Linked DNA regions of Mus musculus: region 1 is linked to region 2. The links are chromatin contacts, called in public Micro-C maps. All regions are on one chromosome and are shown on one strand. Each heading gives the region's core, a stretch centred on a gene start, on an enhancer-like site or on the middle of the called end of the contact. The rest is flanking DNA. Distances are from core to core; before and after follow the strand shown.

What was found. A called contact is a pair of places that touch in the nucleus more often than the background predicts.
Region 1: a Micro-C map of granulosa cells shows a contact between it and region 2, with 2.5 times the contacts expected there. The contact joins the enhancer-like site here to the promoter of Thnsl1 in region 2. A contact is called at or near these places in 7 of 39 promoter capture datasets (the 3T3-L1 cell line, the HPC-7 cell line, hippocampal neurons and 3 more), 29 of 484 Hi-C or Micro-C datasets (the AML12 cell line, CD4 T cells, the HPC-7 cell line and 21 more), 6 of 115 datasets of contacts at active chromatin or transcription factors (the HPC-7 cell line, differentiating embryonic stem cells, embryonic stem cells and 2 more) and 2 of 9 other capture datasets (adipose tissue and pancreatic islet).

Annotation. Positions count from the first base shown.
Region 1 is chr2:21,242,741-21,245,440 of GRCm38.p6, reverse strand. It overlaps the pseudogene Gm13378. Among named protein-coding and RNA genes, the nearest start is that of Gm52501, 15 kb to the right of the region's middle. Within about 2 kb of position 1,355, at least 12 of the 459 cell types and tissues checked have an H3K27ac peak or open chromatin away from gene starts, as enhancers often do. A contact at or near this core is called in granulosa cells, liver and pancreatic cancer cells, where this site is marked.
Region 2 is chr2:21,204,422-21,207,121 of GRCm38.p6, reverse strand. It overlaps Thnsl1 (threonine synthase-like 1 (bacterial)), which reads right to left and starts at 1,398. Exons shown (of 3, transcript NM_177588.2): 1 at 1,277-1,398. Enkur (enkurin, TRPC channel interacting protein) reads left to right here and starts at 1,757. Exons shown (of 5, transcript NM_027728.2): 1 at 1,757-2,050. The coding sequence starts at 1,974.

The DNA.
Region 1 (2,700 bases), core at 106-2,605, 38 kb before region 2:
ATAGGTTGAGGACCACTGATGTAAAGGCTAGGAGGCTTCTTGATTAATTTCTAGTCAGTAATTTCTTAATGCAACCTCGGTGTGGTTCTTTTCCACATTTATCCTGAAGAGTAACAGCCCACTTAACTTTTGTGAAAGCCAAGAAAGTTCTTAGGGCTGAATGTCAGTAGACTTTATCTCCATGGCGTTAAGTGCAATCCAGATAGAGCCAATGCTTTTCTCGTGTAAACAAGACAGGGAGGCAGTTGGGTAATTGTCAACTCTGCTTCTCTCAAGTGTCACAATTCAGCAGGCTACTTGTTATGCATTCTATAATCTACGTGTGCCAAAAATAGAGTTGGGCTTCAGCCATCAGAAGGAATGCTTTTTTTTTTTTTTTTTTTTTTTTTTGGTTTTTAGAGACAGGGTTCCTCTGTGTAGCCCTGGCTGTCCTGGAACTCACTTTGTAGACCAGGCTGGCCTCGAACTCAGAAATCCGCCTGCCTCTGCCTCCCGAGTGCTGGGGTTAAAGGTGTGCACCACCACACCCGGCCAGAAGGAATGCTTTCTATACTATCTTAGACCGTCACAATATCTGTTATCAGCCGATAAACAAGGAAGACCAGAATTTTTTTTTAAATGAGTATCTGGGATATAAATATGGAAAGAATCTAGCTCTTTTCCTGTGTTAAAAGCCATCTTGCTTTTCCAAAAAGATTAGAACCAAAGTTGCTGAGTGCTGAATCCCATGAGGCCATTATCTGGTTTTGATCATAAAAGTAAGAAAAATGTTGTTGATAAGTGAATTTAATCTATTTGTTATATAGTCATGAAACCAAAAGTCTCTCTGAGAGGTTCTTCTTGCAATAGGTGGTGATTAACACATAGACCCACAACCGAGCAATGTGCAGAGAATGAGAGACTTTGGAGCACTGGGTCCTAAATGGGTTGTCAAACCCCTCCCCTCAAGGCTCAGTGATCTATGCAGAAGAGGAGGCAGAAAGATTTTAAGAGTAGAGATAATTTCATTATCTCTACTGTCAGAGGAAGTTTTTCCCTCACCAGACTCCCGTTTTAAAATTTTGACCTTGTGCTTCCCAGGGTCATCTGAGTGTCTGTGTTTATCGTCAGTGACTGCGTGCTTCGATGATGTCAGCTTTCCACACTCCATCCTTTTATCTTCGCTGTGGGCTTCGATGGGAGCTTGGGCTTCAAAAATCTCTGTGTCTAGTATGTCAGTCTTTTTATCTTCTTCAGCACAGCACCTTACACAAACATATTCTTTGTCTTCCTCTCCCATTTGCTGTGCTTGAGAAAGACTTAATCCAACACAGTCTCCATGAAACCAGTCATCACATCTGGGTGATTCCAAGAAAACAGTGTCTTCCAGACATAACAGAACCTGTGCACATATGAACTAACAGAGACTATGACAACATACACAGGACCTAAACAGATTCAAACCAGACAAAATCTCAACACTGAGAAGAAAAAGTGGACACAAGGTCCTAACCCTAACCAAGAAGCGATTTGTAATTGATACCTGCTGGGAAAAAGAAAATCAGTTTTCTTCAATGGTGTACCAACTTGGTATATCAACCATACTTCAGGACAAGCCAGGAGAGAGCACTGGATCTCCTGGAATCTTGTGCTAGTCTAGGATGGGATAAGGACCTTTTTTGTTTTGACTTGGTAATTTTTGTCTTACTGGGTTTTGTTGTTGTTTTGATTTTCATGGGTTTTGTTTTGGTTTTGAGAAAGAACACAAAATTAGGTGGGTGGTGATATAAAGAAGATCAAAGAGGAATTGAAAGAGGGGAAAGAATATGATCAAAATATATCCCATGAAAAAATATCTTTAAAATGTTAAAGCCTTTCTATATAGTCCAATGCCCTGCTGTGCCCCTCTGAGTAAAGAAACTTACCCCAGAAGCTGCATGGCTATTTCTGGTTAAATGCCCTTCATTCCAGTGCAGCTTGAGATTGTCTCGTTCCAATAGTTGATTGATCACTGACTTTGGGAAATGGATTCATTTTGAATTTGACTATTGTCTTGAGAACTTTTGGATTTTTTTAGCATTTAGTGATACCAATAACTTAAAGTTTAGTTCAGCATTTCATTCATGTTTATTCTTTGGAGCTTAAAGACATTCTGATTTTAAAACCAAAATACCCACCCCAGCTATCCATGTGCTTTTAGCAAGTAGAAGTAAAATCAGAGAATTTGGTCTAAACATTTTACAATCACTCTGTCTGCTTTCCCAATAGCCAAGCACAAGTCTCACGGAAGATATCATCTTATCAATAAAACTGTGCTGATATTAGCTACAAAAACATAAGAGTTTATATAAAATTGATCAGAAGAGATATAAATCATTTTTAAAAACTAAAATGTGTACTTAGAAGGTGTACTGGCTGGTTTTGTGTCAACTTGACACAGCTGGAGTTATCACAAAGAAAGGAGCTTCAGTTGAGGAAATGCCTCCATGAGATCTAGCTGTGGGGCATTTTCTCAATTAGTGATCAAGGGGGAAAGGCCCCTTGTGGGTGGGACCATCTCTGGGCTGGTAGTCTTGGGTTCTATAAGAGAGCAGGCTGAGCAAGCCAGGGGAAACAAGCCAGTAAAGAACATCCCTCCTTGGACTCTGCATCAGCTCCTGCTTCCTGACCTACTTGAGTTCCAGTCCTGACTTCCTTGGTGATGAACATCAGTATGGAAGT
Region 2 (2,700 bases), core at 149-2,648:
TACTGAAACCCCACACAAGACAAAACACAGCTGGCCTCACTTCAGCTGGAAACATCACATACCACGCTTCCAAATTTTCACTGCCATGCCTACGTCCATAAATTACTAATAATGTGTGGCTAAGTATTGAAGAATTATGAATAAACTTGAACAAATGAGACACTGACATACAGAATCCATGAATAATGTCTGCTAACTTTATGTCGTTCCCCTTTAGTGAAAGCTGCATTCTTACACCCCTTTTCACGTATCAGCTGCTTCTAATTAGAACATGCCTTGGGTTGTCAACCTGGTTCCGACTACTGGCCTCAAATACCTGAATCCTTGGGTTCTATCCTGAGGTCAGGAAGGTATATGCCTTGGCTAATGGCTATCAAGTTGGTTAATACTGTTTACATTCTATGAATTCACGATTCAACAGTTAACATGCACAGGAGCATATATCCAACAAGGAAGTTTTTCTCTTTACATGTTAAGTAAAAAGCAGCAGAGAAATCATTTTTTTTCAAAAGCAAAAATTGGTGCTCCCTATCCACCCCTTAATCTATGGAATGTTTTTAAAGAAACCCAATCTGCTGTGAAATAAGGAAACACATCACCCCACCCCAAAAGATTATTCATCTGAACCGTGGGCTGCCCAGAAAAAAAATAGATAAATTCTATCAAACCGAAAAACGGGAAACTAAATTGTTTCTTTATTCTTATCGAATAAAATTTAGCAGAAGCCTCCAATCACGACTTGCATTGAGCGAGGCCTTCCAAGTGAGGACTGAAAAGTTCACTAAGCCACCAGGCCATTTAACCCAGCCACCAGGCAGTGAGAATTGAAGAACTGATGCACCTGACTTCCCTGGCAGGGCAACTGCCAAGTGGATTTAGACCCACGAAATTTCCTCCCAAATCCCAGGGCCAAAGGATGTGACTGGGTGAAGGCTTTCAAATGAGAGTGCAATCACAAGTGCATATGCATGAACGGGAGATCAAACAGCTCAAACGAAATATAAGCACTTCTCGGAGAGGAAAAAAACAAAAACATGTCAAAAAGGGAGTCAAGGGCTGAAACCTGGGCAAAATTCGAGGCCCTCTTCCAAAGGCTGGTCCTCCTGGCGCCGGGTAGCGCTCGCGCACGCACCGTGGAGACAGAGCACCGCAGGGCCCGCCGCAGGGTCCGGTGCGACAGGTGGATGGCAAAGAGAGGCCTGATGGGGCACGACGGAAGGGGGGATGCTAGGGTAACAACTCTCGCTGGCTTTCCATTCCTCCTCCATTAACTCACCAAGAAAACCACCCAAAGAAGAGGAAAGAGAGAAAGGGAGAAAGGGAAGCGCCTTCGGCACCGCCTGGCAACCTCAGCCGGCAAGCCCGCCCCAAGCTGCTGCTTCTGCGCCTGCGCTGACTGCGCGCTGCGCCACTAGGCCAACCACGTAACCCAGACGCCCCGCCCATTACCCCGAGGCTCCTCCCCTTCCCCGTCGATCGCTCCACCTCCGCAGGGGCGCGGCCTGAATGTTGGAAACTATTATGTGACGCGTGCGTGTCTGTCCTGCTCCCTATTGTAGAATTTTTCTTTCCAGATGTACCGAGGAAAACCACAAAATGTTTGGGTGCGGGGGGGGGGGACAATGTTTTCATGTCGTCTTTTCCAAAGACGCAGGAACGTCTTTTTCCTTACGTTTTTCTCAGACAGAAGAGGTTACAAAAAAGGAATCAGATAAAAGCCAGGTTGCCCCGTCTCCTAGCAACTGTTTCCTTAGCAACCACGTGGTCAACAACGCTAAACAGACTCGGAGCAGAATTATTTTCTTCCTGAAAAAGGGACTGTTACGAAAGGGTCAAAGGGAAATTACACGAAAGAGAAATTTTAGTTCTTTGATAAGAAAGTAAGAAAAGAAAAAGGCGGTGAGAGAAGGAGTTGAGACAGTGGGAAAGTGAGCCAAAAAGCTGAGTACTTGTTAAGGAATTCCTTGGTGGCCATGGACTCACCCTGCACTTCCGAGAGTATTTATAACCTCATACCCAGTGACTTGAAGGAGCCGCCCCAGCATCCTAGGTATGTGGGTAAGCAAAAGCGATGACTTCAGCCCAGAGGAAGATCGTTGACCTCTTTTAAAGACTTACGGGGCTGACTTTTACATTTAATCTTGGGTCGCAACTTCTTAAGACCAGGTGGACAAATCTAAATAGCGTTTCATATTTCACAGAGAAAAAAAAAAAGTGAGCTAGTGTTGTCAGACGTCCATTTTATGATCATAGCCCCCCACTAATATGCAATTATTAATTTGGTTTTAGGTGCTGTGTATAATGTGAAATTCCATGTCGTTGAAAAGAGGGGGAAAAATCTGTTTTATCCGTCCGTTTTAGGAAATCTGATGTTTAATTTAGGAACTCAATGTTGTATTTGACTTAGGCACTCTTTTGCCTCCCGTAATTTGTGTCTAAATTGAATTCTCATTTGTTTCTAGGCCTCAGTATTTCAATTGGTTTAACAAAAATGATGGACTAGAGAGTATGTCTAGGATTTTTACAGATCTTGTGGTTTAATGAAAGGGGTACAGTTGGATGGATGGAAATTCCAAAATATATAACTGAAGGAAATTCTTATGTGTTTGTTATATTTCTGAAAATCTCCAAATCTGAAAAAGGAAACTTCAAAATAAATGTCCCAGATACTTGGCCATATAGGTATTTTGTAAACTGTAT